Regions from separate parts of the Mus musculus genome. Here all the other regions are linked to region 1. Evidence: chromatin contacts called from public HiChIP or PLAC-seq and promoter capture Hi-C data. All regions are on one chromosome and are shown on one strand. The core of a region is the stretch at or near the end of the contact, and the rest is flanking DNA. Distances in the headings are between cores, read along the strand shown.

The links. Promoter capture Hi-C pulls out the DNA fragments that hold promoters and counts their contacts. HiChIP or PLAC-seq counts read pairs in DNA pulled down with a chosen protein or histone mark.
Region 2: a promoter capture Hi-C map of the HPC-7 cell line shows a contact between it and region 1, with 2.9 times the contacts expected there. The contact joins the enhancer-like site here to the promoter of Ypel4 in region 1. A contact is called at or near these places in 4 of 39 promoter capture datasets (the 3T3-L1 cell line, the HPC-7 cell line, hippocampal neurons and 1 more) and 1 of 9 other capture datasets (macrophages).
Region 3: a contact with region 1 is called in an H3K4me3 HiChIP or PLAC-seq map of bone marrow-derived macrophages, with 5 times the contacts expected there. The contact joins the enhancer-like site here to the promoter of Ypel4 in region 1. A contact is called at or near these places in 4 of 39 promoter capture datasets (the 3T3-L1 cell line, cranial neural crest, hematopoietic stem and progenitor cells and 1 more), 1 of 115 datasets of contacts at active chromatin or transcription factors (bone marrow-derived macrophages) and 1 of 9 other capture datasets (liver).

Annotation. Positions count from the first base shown.
Region 1 is chr2:84,732,396-84,735,755 of GRCm38.p6, forward strand. It overlaps Ypel4 (yippee like 4), which reads left to right and starts at 1,809. Exons shown (of 5, transcript NM_001005342.2): 1 at 1,809-1,898.
Region 2 is chr2:84,018,255-84,021,614 of GRCm38.p6, forward strand. No RefSeq gene overlaps it. Among named protein-coding and RNA genes, the nearest start is that of Zswim2, 79 kb to the left of the region's middle. Within about 2 kb of position 1,762, at least 61 of the 459 cell types and tissues checked have an H3K27ac peak or open chromatin away from gene starts, as enhancers often do. A contact at or near this core is called in the HPC-7 cell line, where this site is marked.
Region 3 is chr2:84,036,360-84,039,719 of GRCm38.p6, forward strand. No RefSeq gene overlaps it. Among named protein-coding and RNA genes, the nearest start is that of Zswim2, 97 kb to the left of the region's middle. Within about 2 kb of position 1,797, at least 4 of the 459 cell types and tissues checked have an H3K27ac peak or open chromatin away from gene starts, as enhancers often do. A contact at or near this core is called in bone marrow-derived macrophages, where this site is marked.

The DNA of each region.
Region 1 (3,360 bases), core at 559-3,058:
AAAAAAATTAGCAAGGGAAAATGTAATCCCTCTATAAGACAAACATTTGGCATCATGTCTCTTGAAATATCAAAACTGTAATAGAAAATCCCCTCTGAGCTTGAGTCATGCTCTGAGATGATGATGATGATGATGATGGTTCCCACCTGTATTGGTTCAGAGTTTCTGTTTATCCACTCCTTATCTTACCAGGACACACAGACTGGCCTGGAATTTGCAGTCCTGCCCATCTCATTGCCCCATGTAGAGAATGCTGTTTTGAAATAACACTAATCCTGGGGGTTGGAGAGATGGCTCAGCGGTTAAGAGCACTGACTGCTCTTCCAAAAGTCCTGAGTTCAATTCCCAGCAACCACATGGTGGCTCACAACCATCTGTAATGGGATCTGACACTCTTTTCTGGTGTGTCTGAAGACAGCTACAGTGTACTCGTATACATAAAGTAAACAAATCTTAAAAAAATAAAAATAACACTAACCCATAACAAAATTCAATTTAGAATGCTAATTTTAAAAGTTAAGTACAGGCCAGGCGTGGTGGTGCACGCCTTTAATCCCAGCACTCAGGAGGCAAAGGCAGGCAGATTTCTGAGTTCGAGGCCAGCCTGGTCTACAAAATGAGTTCCAGGACAGCCAGGGCTATACAGAGAAACCCTGTCTCGAACACCACCCCCCCCCAAAAAAAAGTTAAGTACAAAAGGAGGGAACAACCTAAAATTTCATTACTCTTTACTTAGTGCCTATCATATGTCAGGCACTTTGGAAATTTACAAGCTGTCTCACATAGTCACTTCTTCTGGAGGTAAATAGAATTAGCTTCACTGGTCAGAAGAGGAATTGTATAGTGCAGGAGGATTAGTCATTTGCCCAGGGTTCCTGGTGAATAATTGGCAAAGCTAAGATTTCAACACCGGTGTCTTGGATATCAAAGCCAGACACATAGCCCTTGTCTGAAGATGAAAGCAAACAACTATTTTGCAAATATCTTCAGCATGCTGGACTTTGCAATAGACACTGCAGTCTTGGGATGCAGAGTGAAGTTCCCCTGAGGATCTGAAAGTTCACAGCTCTGTTAAGAACCTCATGTCACATAGGTGTCTCCATTGGCAGCACAAACCGTTTGGAGGGAGTTGATAAGAGGTTCCTGGGTTTAAGATGTCATATTTGACCTATGGCTTCTTTGGGGCCATGAAATGGACATTAAAGCTTCCAAGTACTCAGTACTGAACACATTTGAGAGCCTGGTTTGTCAACCATGACAATTAATATATCCTTCTTTACCTTACCCTGCATCAGAGCTGATGTCAGAGTTGAAGTGGAAATGTATCATGTTGAGTGCGAGTGTACTTCCTGGCTCTCTCTAGATCCACCTCACTTCACCATCCTTGCTCCCTCCCTGCCACCCTCACTCCATCCCTGCCCTTCTTCGGGTTCCGTTTCCTTGGTCACACAGCCTTGCTCCTTAACAACCTATTTCTCCTTTTCCTTACCACCTACATCGACACCCCTATGCCAGCCATCTCTCTGCCCCCACTCCCTAACATCACCCCTCTAGCCTGGTCCCTTGATGCCTGCCCCCTCCCTCCCTCTCAACCCGCCTCCTGTGTCTCCCAGCCCTGCTCTGACGTGGGAGGTGAGGGGGGTGGGGGGTTGGATGACTCACAGTGTTATGATGCAGTTCCACAACACACAGCCACATTTACCCACAGACCGAGGTACAGAGCAAGAGGCAACCTCTGCCCCCCAGCAGCTGTCCAGCCTGCAGTCCCAGACCTCAGCCCCTCAACTACCCTCCCCCAATCCCATCCCCTTCCCAATTGAAGGAACCAACAGAGAAGAGAGAAGAGTGAACAGAGAGATTGAAAGAGATAGACGGAGATCTCTGGAGCAGACCTCAAGGTGAGGGGGGCAGCCCTTCTCCAAATCAATTTTTCCCCTTCGCAAATTACCTCTTCCTGCTGTGTGTTGCTTTCTCTCCTTTGCAAAAGCATTATTCATCCACCCTTTGTCCTCCCTTCCCCCTCCCTGCTGCCTCCGCTCCCTCCTCTCTCTCAGCTCCTCCATCCTTCCCCAAGCTCTGACGATTCTCTCGCACTTATTTCCCGGCAACTTTGGCTGCGGCATCAGACATCACTGTTTATTGTTTTTGCTACCGGTGCAGACCCCCAGAGTCAGCCCTGGGAGCTGGCTGCTCTGCTAATTATTCGGACCATACCATACTGAAAATGCCTGGTCCAGGGGGAGGCGAAAACTCAAAGCAATTGAATACATCCGTTGTGAGCACAAGTCCCCCTCCCCTTTTTATTCCCTGAGAGGCACTGGATTCGCACCTGGTTCCACCTGTCTCTGCCTTGTCACTTAGGCTCTCAGTTGCCAGTCTTCCCAGGCACAAGCCCTTCTGCTCCCCCCACCTCCCACAGTCCAGCCTCATCTCAGCTTCAGGGACTCGTCCTCTTCCCAGCACTCACCTTTGTTTTGTTTTCTGACCTCAGTAATTTCCCCGATTTGCTTCACCCCATGACGAGAGAGGGCAGAAATGGGAGAAGTGACCCCAACTCTCCTTTTTATGATTTTTTAATTTAATTTTATTTTTTTGTCCTTTGCAGCTTCTCCTCTGCTGGACAGAGAAGCAGAAAGGGACAGGGAGGGAGGCGTGACAGTGACAGAAGGACAGGGCTAGGGAAGAAGATAGCGGGAGGGGGCAAACCTGGCATCTCCTGGTCCCTTGAAGTAGGTGTTTCAAGGTGGCACCTTGAGGTGAACTACAGGCAAACTTGAAGGAAGATCATGGAAGTGATGCTGAACTGTAGCAAGAAGGGCCAGAATACAATGTCACCCTGAACTAAGCCCAAGGTGTCTTCCTGGGACTCAAGACAACAGTAGAGGACCAAAAACTGAAGATGGTCTCACCCAGGGGGATTTGTGGAGACTGCATGACAGCCCTTCGAGACAGTAGAAGAATCGGGTGCTCATGGCCACCATGGAGGACAGGAGAACAGACTGTTTATGTGGGTAACTGAAGCTGTGCTGCCTCCTCTGCTTGGTGGTCTAGCATCACGAGAGCACTTAGCGGGCATCTCTGAAGGAGACACAGGCCACCCCACCTACAGCTGCAGGATGCTCCACTAGAGAGGCAGAGGCACATCACCTGCTTATCGGAGTTAACAGAAGACACTTCCCTCCTTATCCTCTGCCTGCAGTGCACTCAGCTACTTTGGGACTGGAGTGTGAGCAGATCCCAGCGTCTCAGGATTCTTATCCCCGCAATTATCTCACTGTTGCTGTCCTGGCACTGGCATTTGCTCTAGCTCCTGGGAGGAGAAATGTTTTCTGCCTTGTGCCCTAAAGCCCAGCTTTTAAA
Region 2 (3,360 bases), core at 512-3,011, 710 kb before region 1:
TATTTGCCCAGGTGGAGAGACAGACCAGCTCCTCTGCGAGTCTACCATAAATTTGGAACAGATTTCCCACTCTTTTCTTGCCCTCACGAGGGAATGGCTTTGAGTTAATTTGGTCTCTATTTGCTGGATCCTCTGAAGTTGCAGCATGTCTCATTGGAATCTGTTCCGTTTCAACCATGTTCTTATGTAGCTAAGACAGGAATCAGTCATTTGGATGCTGTCCAGAAAAAGCAACATGACACATGCTTTACTCTTGTCTTAGCTGCTGGGGGAGTGGCTACCTAATCACACAGACCTTGTCTGCCCTTCTGTGGGTTCCTTGGAGGCAGCAGCATGCTGCCCAGCTCTCTCCGTGCATCTCAAATATGTTGGGTCCTATTGCCAACTCTGGTTCCTGAGGCAGTGGTATAAACTAGAACCTCAGAGGGCCTCTCAGGAAGTCACAATGTGAAATCTAGTCTCACCCTCTTCCCCCAACTCTCTAGAGAGAAGTGAGAAGCTGAGAGCTCCCTCCTGGTCATGTAGGTCAGTCAGAAAGGACTGTGATGAGGGTCCAGAGTGCCTTGCTGTCTTTGATGCAGCCAGCTCATACTTGCTTGGAATATAGGAATCTCTTAACTGGTTTCCAGATTTCCCATTTATGCAACTGGAGATTTGACGTTACTATAAAAGAGCAGGTATGAGAAATTCTTACTATTCTTATCTTGCTGATGTCATCCTAATGCTTATTTTTTTAATGGAAATCTTATATACTCTACTATACTTTGGAATTGAAAGACACATGATTCTATATACATTTAACAAATATTAATCCCTTTATGGTTATGATTTTCTATCCAAATTCTTATATTTTTGACTCATTTAATGAGTACAATTAGAAGTCAGCAAGCCTCAGAAGCACTTAGTTATTTCCTAAGGTGCAGACCTGTGTCCAGAGCTCTGTATGTCACTTGGAATCAGTTCGGGTACAAGGAACTTCGGGAATTATTTATCCTATTTTTTTCCTATAATATTAGAAAATAAAAAAACTTCTTAAAAAGGAAGACACAACTTACCTCCCAACACAAACTCCATGTGATACTGGAGAGTTGTATATTGCTGCTGGAATTGTCCTAGCCTGGCTGGTGCATAACAGTGCTCCTAGAACGAAAATCAGCAGTCTTGTTTTGTATGTCTAGTTCAATGTTTGTAAATAACAAATTTTGAACTTATTGTCAACATTTCAAAGATTGAGTTGTTTTATACAGAGACAAACATTCTGGAGTTCTCTTAATAAGCTGAAAGTCTGTAGGACTAGATTGAAACTGTCTAAGGTAACGGCGGTTAGAAATTAAGTAGAAGGCTGGAGAGATGGTTCAGCAGTTAAGAGAGCTTCTTGCTCTTTCAGAGGAAGAGTCCCAGCACCAATAAAGCTGCTCAAAATTATCTATTCCTCCAGGGGAGCCAGTCCCCTCTTCTGACCTCCAGTGGCACCAGGCACACATGTGGTATACAGACATGCATACAGGAAAAATACCCTTACACGCACACGCATACGCACACTGGACCCTACTGTTTTAAAGTTTATAAAATTTTGCATTAGTCACTGTTCTTTTTACTTAATGGAGTTCAGACTTAGTTTTCCAATAATTATCATGAGAATATTGTTCTGGTGAGAGTAATTTACGGCCTGGTATGCTTTTCTTACTGCCTACTGCACTGTACCTTTAGAAGAGTGTCATTGTCTGGAAGGACTGATATTTGCAGAAACAATTGTCTCATGCCACAACACAGAAGATTAGCAGTGACAGCTTTCTAAAATATATGCTTCCTACCGAGGTGGCCTCCTCAACTCACTTCCTTTAATGATGTCTGGCGAGGATCTGATAAGCTTTATTGTACTTCTCTCAGGTCAAAGGGCACTGTCTTCCCCTTCACTCTAGCAGCCAGCAACAAAACCTGGCATGTGTTATCACCACCACACAGGAAGCTGTGGCTGACTGTGTTCAGCTGAGCACAAATACAGGAAAAGTGTCCACAGGTTAAGGGCTGGCAGAGCTGTGCTAGGAGAATATTCTGCTAATAATATTGCCCATGGAATTGAAGATAGGCAATCAGAGTTTAGCATCAAGTACCTAGAAGTTCATAGTGAGGTAATGTATGAATTCTCTATAATGATGTTCTGAGACAATAAAGAACAAATAATAGGGAAATTAAAAACAGCAACAATAGGACGTGCTAAGGTTCCTCCAAAAATACAGTAAAAATGTTCTTAATAATTAAAATTGCTCCCTTATGTTTTATATAATAAAGAACAGATATTTCAATAATAGAAAGGGGATTTCCATGTTGTGGTTATGCTTGTGTAATGAATTAAAAAATGGTGCTTGCTTTCCTCAGAGTAGTTCGTGCTGCCTTAAGGATATTCATCTTGTTCAACTTTGTTATTTGAGTCATAGTAGGTATATTCCAGAGTTACCTGTCAATATAGTTTTATGATTTGCTGAAGTATGAATGATGCTTTTCTAATCCTTTCTATTGGAAAGATTAAAAATGACTTGGCTGTCGTTTTCAAAATTGATGCTCACCTCCCTTATGGAGTTTTAACCGGAGCTCACCAATGGTGTTAGCCTGGCTGACTGGAAGTCCTAGGGATCCTCCAGTTGCTGTGTCCCCAGAGCTGAGCTTATAAATAAATACTACTATGCTCTGCATTTGTATGTGAGTTCCAGGACTTGAACTTGGGTCCTCATACTTGCAAGTCAAGCACTTTACCAAAGGCACTAATCTCCTTAGTCCTTAAAGACCACCTTCCTTTGGGGTATGTTACATCCTTACCTGGGCAAAATATAATCTCCACATGTCTAATTGTGTGTGTGTGTATGTGTGCATGTGTTGTTTTGTCAACTTGACATAAGTCAAAGACATCTGGAAAGAGAGAACGTCAATTGAGAAAATACCTCCATCTGATTGATCTGTACCAACCAGAAGTCTATGGGGCATTTTTTTTTTTTTGATTAATGATTGATATGGAGAGTCCAGGTCATTGTGGGTGGAGCCACTCTAGGCATGTAATCCTTGTTTGTATAGAAAGAATGGCTGAGCAATCCATGCAAGCAAACCAATTAGCATCATTTCTCCATGGCTTCTGCTTCGGTCCCTGCCTTCAGTTTCCTGCCTTGAGTTCTTCCCCTGACTTCCTTTGATGACTATAAGTTGAAGGCGGAGGAAAGAAACCTTTTACCCCACTAAGTTGATTTTGTTTCTTGGTTTATTATAGCAGTAGAAACCCAAGATGTGTAGTTTCTCTAAAGAAAAGTATCAGCTCATGAGTCCTAAGACCAAGCACAAAGGAGATTTATTTACCCCAGAAGGACAGAG
Region 3 (3,360 bases), core at 547-3,046, 700 kb before region 1:
ACACTGAAACTCTTGGAAAGGCAAATTAAGGCTCTGTGCAATGCTGGTTAGCAGAGAACAACACATCTGAGTTACATTTTAATCTAAAATTTAAAACCAGGTGGTTTCAACTGGATTCCTTCAGTTGTTTTTTGAGAACCCAAAGGAGACTGTTTATGTTGAGAATTTTGATTGTTGGCTTACGGACCAATCTTGACAATTGCCAGGCTGACCTACAGCTCATGTAGCCAGGTTGGGCTTGAACTTGTGACCTTCCTGCTTCTATCTCACAACAACTGGCATTATAGGTATGAGTACCGTCACACTTCACTTTGTTCCATCTTCCAGTTTTATTAAATACAGGTGTCTGTGGAAGCAACAATTTCTCTGTTCCTACAAGTGATATATTTTAGTATATCTCATTTGCTGCTTCAGATCACATATAAAACCAAACACCATATATACAAAACCATTTTTTATACATGTATACCCATGACAACTTTTAACTAATTAAGGCATTGTAAGAGATTGACAATAATAACTAATAACAAAGCAATTATAACGATGTACTGTAATAAAGTCTCTGAGAATGTAGTTTTCCTCAAGATCATTTGAAACATCTTATTATACTTCCACCTTTTCATTTAAATTAAACACTTGATAGTTTCTTTTGGTATATCTGAATTGTCAACACCCTAACTCCTGGGTTTAGGGTTTCTGGTAAGTTAAATGTCATATTTGAACACAAGCTCTCCCATAAAATGAAAGTTGATCTTACAACCGAGTCAGTCACTAAGTGACTAGCAGATACCACTGTATTCAGTAAAAGTGTGACTTGTAAGCCAGTGGTTCTAGTTTACAATCTCCTAAAGACTTCTGATTTTTTTGTCAAGTAATTTAGTCCTATGTATGAAGAAATGGAGACATTTAAATATGTGCCTATTGAACAACAACAACAAATACAAATTTAATACAGTCACCAAATCCTGGTGAATTTCCTTTTTAGTGAGTTTTTTGAAGAAGTGTAACTTATTTTGTATCTGCTTCATTATACTTAGGATTTATAGTCTAGGTTTGGGATTCAGGAGCTCTCTTGAAGCCGGTAGGCACTATTTACATTTCACTTACTGATCACAAGAGGGAGTGAGAGGTCTGTGAAAGATTACACTGTTTCCAACTTTTCCCAAGTTGTGCATCCAGAGGCCAGTGAGTTCTACGGGTCAGCTGGTGTTTCTCCTTCCCCTCAGTAGAAGCCCTTTTTATCTGACCCCAAGTTCAAACCGACCTTACCACATACCCACGTACTTTCATAATAAAAGCTAAGTGCATGAAAAATATTAGACTCTTTATATTTTGTCATTCTGCAAACACACACACACACACACACAGACACACACACACACAGAGACACACACACACACAGATACACACACACAGACACACACACACACAGACACACACAGACACACACACACACACAGACACACACACACAGACACACACACACAGACACACACACACAGACACACACACACAGACACACACACTCACTCACAAACACACACACACACAGACACACACACACACACCACATACACACACACACATCACACACACACACTCACTCACACACAGACACACACACCACACACACACACACACACAGACACACACAGACAGACAGACAGACAGACAGACAGACAGACACACACACACACACACACACACACACACACACACACACACACACACACACACACCACTGCTGGTCTGATGAGCCTGGGTTAGTGATACTGCTCTCAGCAGTTCATTTATTGCAGCATCAGTGGGTGTGACAGAGCTATCCAGCAGAAGGCTGAGATGCTGAAAAATCAGAACATCTGGAGTAAAGAGAACATTTGACATTCCTCTTCTAAGGTGTCTGTAACCTGGGAGAACTTGCTGTTTCTCCTTCTGATAGCATGTTTCCTTTAAAGAGAAGACACTGGAACATAGTAACGCTGTGTTCTGTGATGCTCCACAGTTCATTAGATAGTTGGGGAATAAAAGCTTAAAATATCTCTGATACAAAGAGCAACATTACTGACCATTGTGAAGTTTCTTAAGAGAGAAACACATATGCAATCTCTTCAAAATGTATGCCTTCACAAGACAGCATCTGAATGCTTGTAGTGTATTCTTTGATAGACTTGAGTATAATTTCTCCTAAGACTGTAAGATTGTTTCTTCCAGCTTAGGGAGTCAAAGGTGGGCTAACCTTCAAGAATAACTTTCAGTTATTTAATAAAAGAAGCCCCCAAATTTAAAATAAAATGAGTTATGTATATATTTTGCTTTATGCATGAAGGCAGATGTAATGAGAAAGTGACATTGAATATGGTTTTTAAATTCTTAAATTTTTTATAGTAACTTTTATCTTTTTGAAATTATAATAGTATCATTTCCTCCTTCTCTTTTCTCTGTCCAACCCTCCCATTTAGCCCCTTGATCTCTCTAAAGCAACACAGCTTCAAAATTTTAAAGGTCTGTGCATGCACCCATACCCCTCCCCTCTCTCTGTGTGTCTCTCTCTCTGTCTCTGTGTCTGTCTGTCTGTCTGTCTGTCTGTCTGTCTGTCTCTGTGTTGGTCAGAAAGTCTGGAATCAGTCCTCTCCTTTCACCATTAAGTGAAAAGCAAATGCAGGCTGTCAGGGTTGTACAGCAAGCATCTTTATCAGCTGAGCCATCCAGCCATCACACACAACATGTTTGTAAGCCTTAACATGCACACATACACTATGAAATTTTTTCTTGATCAGAAATTCTCACAAGAATGAAATGTGCATAACAAGAGTTACTAACATGTATCTTAATGTATAAAAGCTAAATATACAGACCCTAAATAACATTTAAAATCTCTTTATACTATCTGGACAAAGTATTCAGTTACAATGTGGGCCTGGCTCACAGGTCATTTCTAGTTTAATTCATCTGATGGTTTTACTGCCTGCCTGAAACATTTGTTGTTTTTAATGCCACAGCTATGACACACGTCAGCTTGCTCCATGAAAACTTCTGGGAATCCTGAAGAAATACTAGTACTTCCCCACCCCACCCAGCACTCCGAAAGTTTCCCACAGTTTTTTCCCTTCATGCTGTTTACACTTATCAGTGTTTCAATGCTTTGGGTTGTCAGAAACTTTGACTTCGTATTGTCTTAGAACCATAAACAGAATTGTTGTACCTGACGGCATACACATACTTTTTAGAGGGTACAATTGTAAAATCTTTATTGTTTAGTGAACTGCAGAGATAGATTAGAATCGTCCTTTGTAAAATGTTTCTTTACACGTACCCTGGTGCAAACATGACACACGGCACCCAGGGGGAGCAGGGGTCAGA